2 separate regions of the Mus musculus genome follow, and region 1 is linked to region 2. A link is a contact called in public targeted proximity ligation data. All regions are on one chromosome and are shown on one strand. The core of a region is the stretch at or near the end of the contact, and the rest is flanking DNA. Distances in the headings are between cores, read along the strand shown. Region 1 has its middle 17 kb from the start of Psat1. Region 2 has its middle 240 kb from the start of Tle4.

Evidence for each region.
Region 1: a contact with region 2 is called in a targeted proximity ligation map of embryonic stem cells, with 4 times the contacts expected there. A contact is called at or near these places in 3 of 39 promoter capture datasets (cranial neural crest, hippocampal neurons and pre-B cells) and 2 of 130 datasets of targeted methods (both in embryonic stem cells).

The regions. Positions count from the first base shown.
Region 1 is chr19:15,940,457-15,944,422 of GRCm38.p6, forward strand. No RefSeq gene overlaps it. Among named protein-coding and RNA genes, the nearest start is that of Psat1, 17 kb to the left of the region's middle.
Region 2 is chr19:14,833,002-14,837,166 of GRCm38.p6, forward strand. No RefSeq gene overlaps it. Among named protein-coding and RNA genes, the nearest start is that of Tle4, 240 kb to the left of the region's middle.

The sequences.
Region 1 (3,966 bases), core at 20-2,519, 1.1 Mb after region 2:
GAGACTGACTTTAGGTGGGTGTCACCGCACAGAGCTTAGAGTCGAATCTTTTTACTATACAGAAAAATCATCGGAATGAAAAACCTGTAAATGATCATGATCTTTGCAATGTAGAATGATTCATCTCAGGTGGAAAGAACTAACTTGGTCCTTTAAAAAGAAGAAGGAGGGGGGGAGGGAGAGGAGGAGGAGGAAGAAGAGGAGGAAGAGGAGGAGGAGGAGGAGAAGCAGCAGCAGCGCTTGGGAAGGAAGCATAGAAAAAGCAAGGGTAGGTGAAGGTCTTAGACCTGAGGCTCTACTTGAATATAAAATAAAAGGGGTTCTACTATAGAGAGAAAGAGAGAGCCCAAGTATCCATTCACTAGATGATAGCTTGCCCATCACTCACAGTCATGGCCTCTGGTCACACCTCTGCAGTGCATCACATGGAATAAGTGTATGAGAAGGAAGAGCGCAAGGGGCCACACTGAGGAAGAAACCAGGTTGGAAGTCCAGCTCCTGCCTGTTGCTTCTCTGCACTGCTGTCCTTCAAAAGAAAGAGAACACTCTCGGCTTGTAGGTTAGTGAGACGGGACGCAAAGAGAAGGTGCCTCCCGAGTGCTGTTCAACGACACAGTCCACCTCTGGGAGAGTTATGTACGTATAGCTTTAGCAACGGAATCAGAGCTGACTGGTAGGCAAACAGAGTTTAATATTCCCAAATTTTACCCTTCAAGATCCTCAGCTAGGACGTCTATTGCTAAGATGTTATGGAGGGTGTCTGGGGTTTTTGGAAGAGATAAACACCTCCCATGACTGTCAGGAATCCTGGGGGTTATCTTTCTAAAGCATTGAATAAACAGCCCACCTCCGCAGGTCCCCCTGAACAAAGTTAATGATTTATGTCAGCCTTGGGGGAGGATGTTCTTATCTAGTGCTAAAGTACCTCGGTTTCTTTCTTTGCAAACTCACATTGGTTTAAAATTTACTTTTCTGTACCGAGAAGCAGGCCCTGGTTGGAGGCGTTCCCTTGCAGGTACATCCTGTGCCTGAGGTAAGACAGCAACGCGGCAATGCCTTTTGCCCATAAAGTGGAATGAACTTGTGCGTGAGGAACAGCTTTGTCAGGGTCCATGGAGTAGTTGTGGGAAACGCTTTTCTAACAGCAGGACGTGACCTGTAGTGGATTGTGAAACAGCAAGCTGAGAAGGGATTGTCTCTAAAGACATGAAGTGGGACAGCCCATAGCTGTGTGAGTCACTGAATGCACAGCCTTGCTTGGTGGAATTTTCCATTTGTGTGCGCCCAGGCAGGTGGGGCAGGATCAAATGCAGGGTTTATGCACAGGCAAGCACTATACCAGGCTACAGCCCCAGCCCTACTACCTTTCATACTACTCTTGCTTTTTACTATAAGCTACAGTTTCAAAAAACAATACAGCGACACTATAGACCCAAAGTTCTTAAAGCTGTTTTGTTTTGTTTTGTTCTGGTTTTTGTTTTTGTTTTTTATTTATTTTTTTGTTGTTATTGTCTTGTTTTGTTTTGTTTTCTCTTGAGACAGAGTTTCTCTGGTAACCCTGGCTGTCCTGGGACTTGATTTGTAGAACAGGCCGGCCTGAAACTCAGAGGTCTGCCTGCCTCACTTCCATTCACATAGATTAGGAATAAGAAGAAACAAAGATAAAATGGAAGTGAGAGTTGAAGGATAGCAGATTAATTCATTTTCATTTTCAAATTTTCTGGGGGGAAATTACAAATTTATTTGTCAGACACAAAAACTTACTGAGCCGGGTGTGGTGGCGCACGCCTTTAATCCCAGCACTCAGGAGGCAGAGGCAGGCAGATTTCTGAGTTCGAGGCCAGCCTGGTCTACAAAGTGAGTTCCAGGACAGCCAGGGCTATACAGAGAAACCCTGTCTCGAAAAACCAAAAAATTAAAAAAAATTTTTTTAACTTATTAAAAATAGGCTTATTAAAAATTAAAAATTAAAAAGAAAACCTTAAGTAAGTAGAGTAAAATGTGGCACCGCTCTTCACTCCTCTCAACACAGCTGCCTCTGGCCAGAGAAACCCCTATCCACCACTTGGTATATTTTGTTGCTATTTTGTAAGCACACAGACTAAAGTATTCATTAGATAGATATGAGCCAACTGGAGCCAAACAAACACCAGCCAAGGATATGATTGATTGTGGCGCTGTCAGTTCAGTATGTTTGGGGAACATGCTTATGCTCACACTTTATCGCCTGCAGAATATTACATGGCAGAGGTTGATAGTATCCAGCTCAACACTTCCTGCCTTCATAAGCAATTCAAGCGGATTTTTTGAGTTCGAGGCCAGCCTGGTCTACAGAGTGAGTTCCAGGACAGCCAGGGCTATAAAGAGAAACCCTGTCTCAAAAAAACAAGCAAACAAACAAACAAAAGAAAAGAAAAGTGCTTCTGTATACATTCTCACAGCTGGCTCTTTGGACAAAGCTTGGATACCTTTCTATGCTGCTTGACGACAGTTAAAACAAGGCAGACACATTTTAAATACCGCGCGTGTGGCCTTGGCTTCTTGTATTCTCATGCTAATTGATTCCCAAAACTGCTCAAAGGAGTGTCCACAATGAGAGACCGGGAGACTCTGAGAGACCCTGCCTCCAGCTGGTTCTAATTGGTAAATAAAGACGCCAACAGCCTATGACTGGGCATGGCAGACAGAGGCGGGACTTTTAGGATTCCCAGGTAGGGACAGAGATGAAGGAGAAGAGGGAGATACCCACACTGGGAGAGGAGGAGGAGGAGAGGAGACACCACACCTGAGGAGGTGCGCGACAGAGAGCCATGGGAGAGCTGCCAAGAGGGCTGCCCGATTGGGTCCAGGATAGCCAAGATGGAATATAGGATTTAGCAAGTAATAACTCGGAAATATCGGAGAGAGGTGAATATCGTGAAGGTTAGGAAGTGGCCCAACCATTGAGCTGTTTTAGGCATATCAAACTATAAAGGTTATGTGTGTGTGTCTTTCATCTAGGAACCCAGAACATTGGGGTGCGTAACGAGGAATTATTAAGTTAATCACTACTTCATGTAACTGCAAAATGATAAAAAAAAAAAAAAAAGATCAAGGAGCCATGGGAGAAAGGTTTCTTCCTTTTCTCTGGTAGCAACCATCAGGTTAGGCAAGATGGGTGCATACAAATAGATCCAGGAGCTAGGGAGGAAAAAGCAGACCGATGTGTTGCCCTTTCTTCTGAGGGTCCGCTGCTGGCAGTACCGTCAGCTCTCTGCGCTGCACAGGGCTCCCCGCCTCATCCAGCCTGATAAAGCTCTTTGGCTGGGATACAAGGCTAAGCAAGGATTCATGTCCGCCATAGTGGTTGCAGACGCCCGGTTCCAAAGGGTGCAGGCCTGCCCACCATGGTGTTAACCAGCTAGAATTTGCCCAAAGCCTTCAGTCTATTGCCGAGGAGAGAGCTGGGCGCCGTGGTGGGGCTTTGAAAGTCCTCAGTCCACGTGTAAATGTTTTGAGGTTGTCCTCATTGATCCATTCCATAAAGCTATCAGAAGAAATTCTGACACCCAGTGAATCACCAAATCAGTCCACAAATGCAGAGACGCATGGACTGACATTCGCCAACCACAGGAGCCACGCTGTGGAAAAGACCACAAGTTCTACCACGCTATTGGTGGCTCTTGCCACAAAGCCTAGAGAAGGTGCAATACTTTCCAGTTCCACCGTTACCACTAATATACGTAATATTTGTAAAATTCATACCCAATAAACAATTTAGGACAGTCAAAAAGAAAAATCGATCAAGCCGTGCATGGTGGCACACGCCTTTAATCCCAGCACTTGGGAGGTAGAGGCAGGCTGATTTCTGAGTTTGAGGTCAGCCTGGTCTACAGAGTGAGTTCCAGGACAGCCAGGGCTACACAGAGAAACCCTGTCTCGAAAAAAACAACAAAAAAAAACAAAACAAAACAACAACAAAAAAAA
Region 2 (4,165 bases), core at 1,575-4,074:
AAGCTCCTCTTGTACCCTCCAAGCTGATGGAGGCATAATATCTATGAAACATGATTCAGTCTTTTTGTGAGTTTTGGCAAATTACTACATTTTGATAAACATCATCCTAATCAAGACGTGGAACAATCCCATACCACAAAATATCCCTGGTGCCATTTTGTGGTCAGACCTTACTATACCCAGCTTCTATTTCCCCTGATGTTTCTGTTCTGTAGTTTTACGTTTCGAAAGCCATGTGGATGGAATCACACAGTATCAGAGTCTTTATAGCCAGACTTCTTCCACTTAGCATGCAGCTTGAAAAACTGCCTGTGCTGTTGTGTACATTAGAGATTCAGCCCTCCTAACTGCCAAGTGGCATCTCAGTGTATAAATGTAAACATTTGATAATCCAATAATAAGCTGAAGGTGTATTATTATTATAAAAAGACTCTCTGATTTAACTTTTTCTAACATTTTGAGCATTTCTCCAATCATAATTCGCTCTTCTAACGCTTTAAAGGAATGGGATACAGATGTGTTGAAATATGGAATAATTTCCATAGTATATTACTAAACACCTCCTACACCAAACCACAAAGTTTCCGTCTACACCAGCTGTTTTTTCTACTTCAAGAACATCCTGTTTTTTTTTTTTCTGCATTTGTTTTTGACATACATAGTCAATTCAATTCTTGTTGGAGTTTTAGTGCAGATTTTACTGAAGTTGTGAATTAATTTTGGAATTACTGATATCTTTACAATAGGGAATCTTATGTAAAATTAAGTAATATTGCTATTTTCAGTCCTGCTTAATGCATTCATTGCATGTTTTATAAATTTTTAAACTTGTACATATATGTCACAGAATGAACCCCTCAGTAAACTGTTCATAGATTTGATATCTGATATCTCAAATGCTACCTTCATTAAAAAAAACAAACATACAGGGACTTTAGGATGATTCAGTGGGTAAAGACACTTGTTATACAAGCCTGAAGACCTGAGTTTAGTTCTTTGAACCTACAGTAGAAAAAAAATAGAAGAAGTAAAATATTGCTTTAAATTGACTTTTAACATATGCTGTGCCAAATCCTTCTGCATTTTTCGCTCTCTAACATACATACACACACACACATAATTACACACATAATAATAATAGTAGAAATAATAACAACAATAATACATTACATAACATGTAATATAATAAAATGATATTATTTTAAATTGTTCTTTTGTATTGCTTGAAAACTTTTGGTTTTGATTTATCAATGATCATATTGTTTCTTATTAATTAATAAAAATGTGCCTTGAATTATTTGATGTTTTCTACATAGAAAATCCAGCTTTGTCTAAGTAATAAAAACATTTTCTTTGATTTAAATTGTGAATAATCTTCCCCTGATATATGGTATCGCAATCCACTTCAAAATCACTATCAGCATCAAGTTTTCAAGGAGGTAAAAGAGTTGAATTGTTTTAAAATGTTGAACATTTTCCAGACGTTATTGCATTATAAGATTAGAGCATATCAGAATTTATTTAATATCTTCTCCTTTGGGATGTTAATGCTATTGGTTTCAAAGCTTTACTGTTAGGAAGTTGGGGTGCTGTCAGTATATTAATCACTGCCCAAATTTCTCAGCAAGTTCTTGGGGATAAACTTTAACAGTAAAATTCTCAGCAGCAAAGAGGCTCTCAGCACTTGGCCACATTCCTTTCCAGGAAGGTCAGTACACTTTGCTGACAGCCGGCAAGGTATGAAAACATCCCCGTCACCACATCCTTCTCTGGACAGGGGACTATCCTTTATGTTCTTTCACTAATTTGGTAGACAAAAATAGTATTTCATTTTAATTTGCATTGATTTGATTGCTAGTGAGGTGGATCTTTTTCATGTAGTTGTGAAGCATTTGCTGTTTTCTGTCTTTGACTCTAGATGAAAGTGTATCTTATCTGAAAAATTAAAACTCTATCATCTGTACTATGATGCATTTTAGGATCTGTTTTTTTCATAGCCCCATACAGAGTTTTTATTGTTATATTATTAAATATGTCAATTTTGATCATACTAAATATGATCAATTTCTTTCTTTGCTCTTACGTGTGGTTAGAAAGGTTTCCGTCTTCCCTCTTGGGTCTTTATAAGTATAGTGGGACTTGGCTGCACCAGGCAGTCACCATTAAAGCTTTTCCTTCTAAAAAAAATGAAACTTCCAGATTGTGGATTAATGTCCTTTTTACTTTATATTCACAAGGCTTGGCATAGTTTGTGGCACATAATAGCTACTCAGGAAATAGTTCCTGAATAAATTGAATGCTGTGTGTCATGATTTGATATTTTCCTGCCTTCATAGCTTTCAATAAGTATAGAATAAAAATTTCCCCAAATTTGATAATTTGACACCTCTCAGTTATTAAAGAAAAATAATACTTGTGACCATTAGCTGCTTTTAGAAGACTCTAAACTTTCCACAGACTTAGCCGATGCTTATTAGCCCTCAAGCAGCCTAAGTCACCATTGTCCTTGTATATTAGTTGGAGCTTTGGGGTACAGCCTGGGTCTTGGGGTAATAATTTCCCCCTTTGTGAAATGTATTTCTATATTAGATGTGGAATGTATATTTTTCCATTGATTTCTACTTCTGCTCTTTATGCTCTAGGCAAGAGACTGAAATACCTAAGTGAATTAGTTAAGTTGCAATTGTAGCCTCCCATAAGACTGAAGCAGGCTGAGCCAGACCTTGACCTTGCTGCCACTAAGGAGATTATCTAGGGTGGAGCCTTCCTCCCTAGAAGATCACTCTATTGTTCTGCCACTAAGGCTGTTTGTCTTCAAGATACTGCTACCTGCTGAGAGGCCCCGAGCTATTCCGGAGACTGGAGACTGCGCCCTATCCTGAACGTCTTCACCTGCAGCTGGTTCCAGGCCCCAAGGATGAATTGGCGGGAATGGACTCCCCCGCCACCTCTTTTATAAAGCGTGTCCGCCATTAAACATTTGAACCTTGAGCAGACTAGTTGTCTTGGTTCCATTATTTCTCAATCAGCCTAGGCTCCCTCTTTTCTTTCAGTTCCAAGATGCCTTCCAGGCCCGAACCCGGACATGAGAGCCACAGGCCGATCCCAAGAGCAATGACATGGCCAGGCCCTTAAGATCATCACATCTGACAGACAAGCCTCACATTTTAAAATAGGTCAACCCACACACCTCCTTACTTTGGCTTCCCCTTTCCCATGGACCTACAGACATCCTCACTTGTGCAAAGAGTCTTAAGCTGCTGTATTTTTTTTTTCAACTTTGAGGGTTTTTTTTTACAATATTTTATTAGATATTTTCTTCATTTACAATTCAAATGCTATCCTGAAAGTCCTCTATACCCTCTCCCCACCCTGCTCCCCAACCTACTCACTCCTGCTTCCTGGCCCTGCCATTCCCCTGTATTGGGGCATATAAAGTTTGCAATACCAAGGGGCCTCTTTTCCCAATGATGGCCAACTAGGCCATCTTCTGCTACATATGCAGCTAGAGACACGAGGTACTGGTTAGTTCATATTGCTGTTCCTCCTATAGGGCTGCAGACCCCTTCAGCTCCTTGGGCACTTTCTCTAGTCCCTCCATTGGGGGCCCTGTGTTCCATCCAATAAAGTGAACATTATGTGGTGCTGACAACACACTGCTCTCATGCTGAGATTCATGTGCCCTCCCTCAGACTCAAATTCACCCTAGGAAGCAGAAAATGGGATCTGTGGAAGTTTCTTAGAAAAAGATATTGACTAAAGACCAGTGGTGCTCCCAGATTCACACTGCTCATGAATGTATACACAGGATGTCTCTTCATTGACTGTTCTCAAATAAATTTTCCTTCAGGACAGGAATAAAAGCATGTTGAACCTCATCTTTCTTATACCTTGTGTCAAGTTTCTGGAGTTTAGTAGATACTCAACAGAAATTTGGCAGTTTGGTAAATTGAATAGGGCCATGGGATTTGTGTAATAAAGGTCTGCCTAACAGGACTGTGGCTACACACACACACACACACACACACACACACACACACACTATTTCAGGAATGAGTTGGATGCTTTTATTCTGTACAAGTGAATCCACCCATAATCAAAGAGACCATTTCACCCAACATAATCAAGGATTTAGTTTAATTTTTTAAAGTTGTTCTCCTAAAAA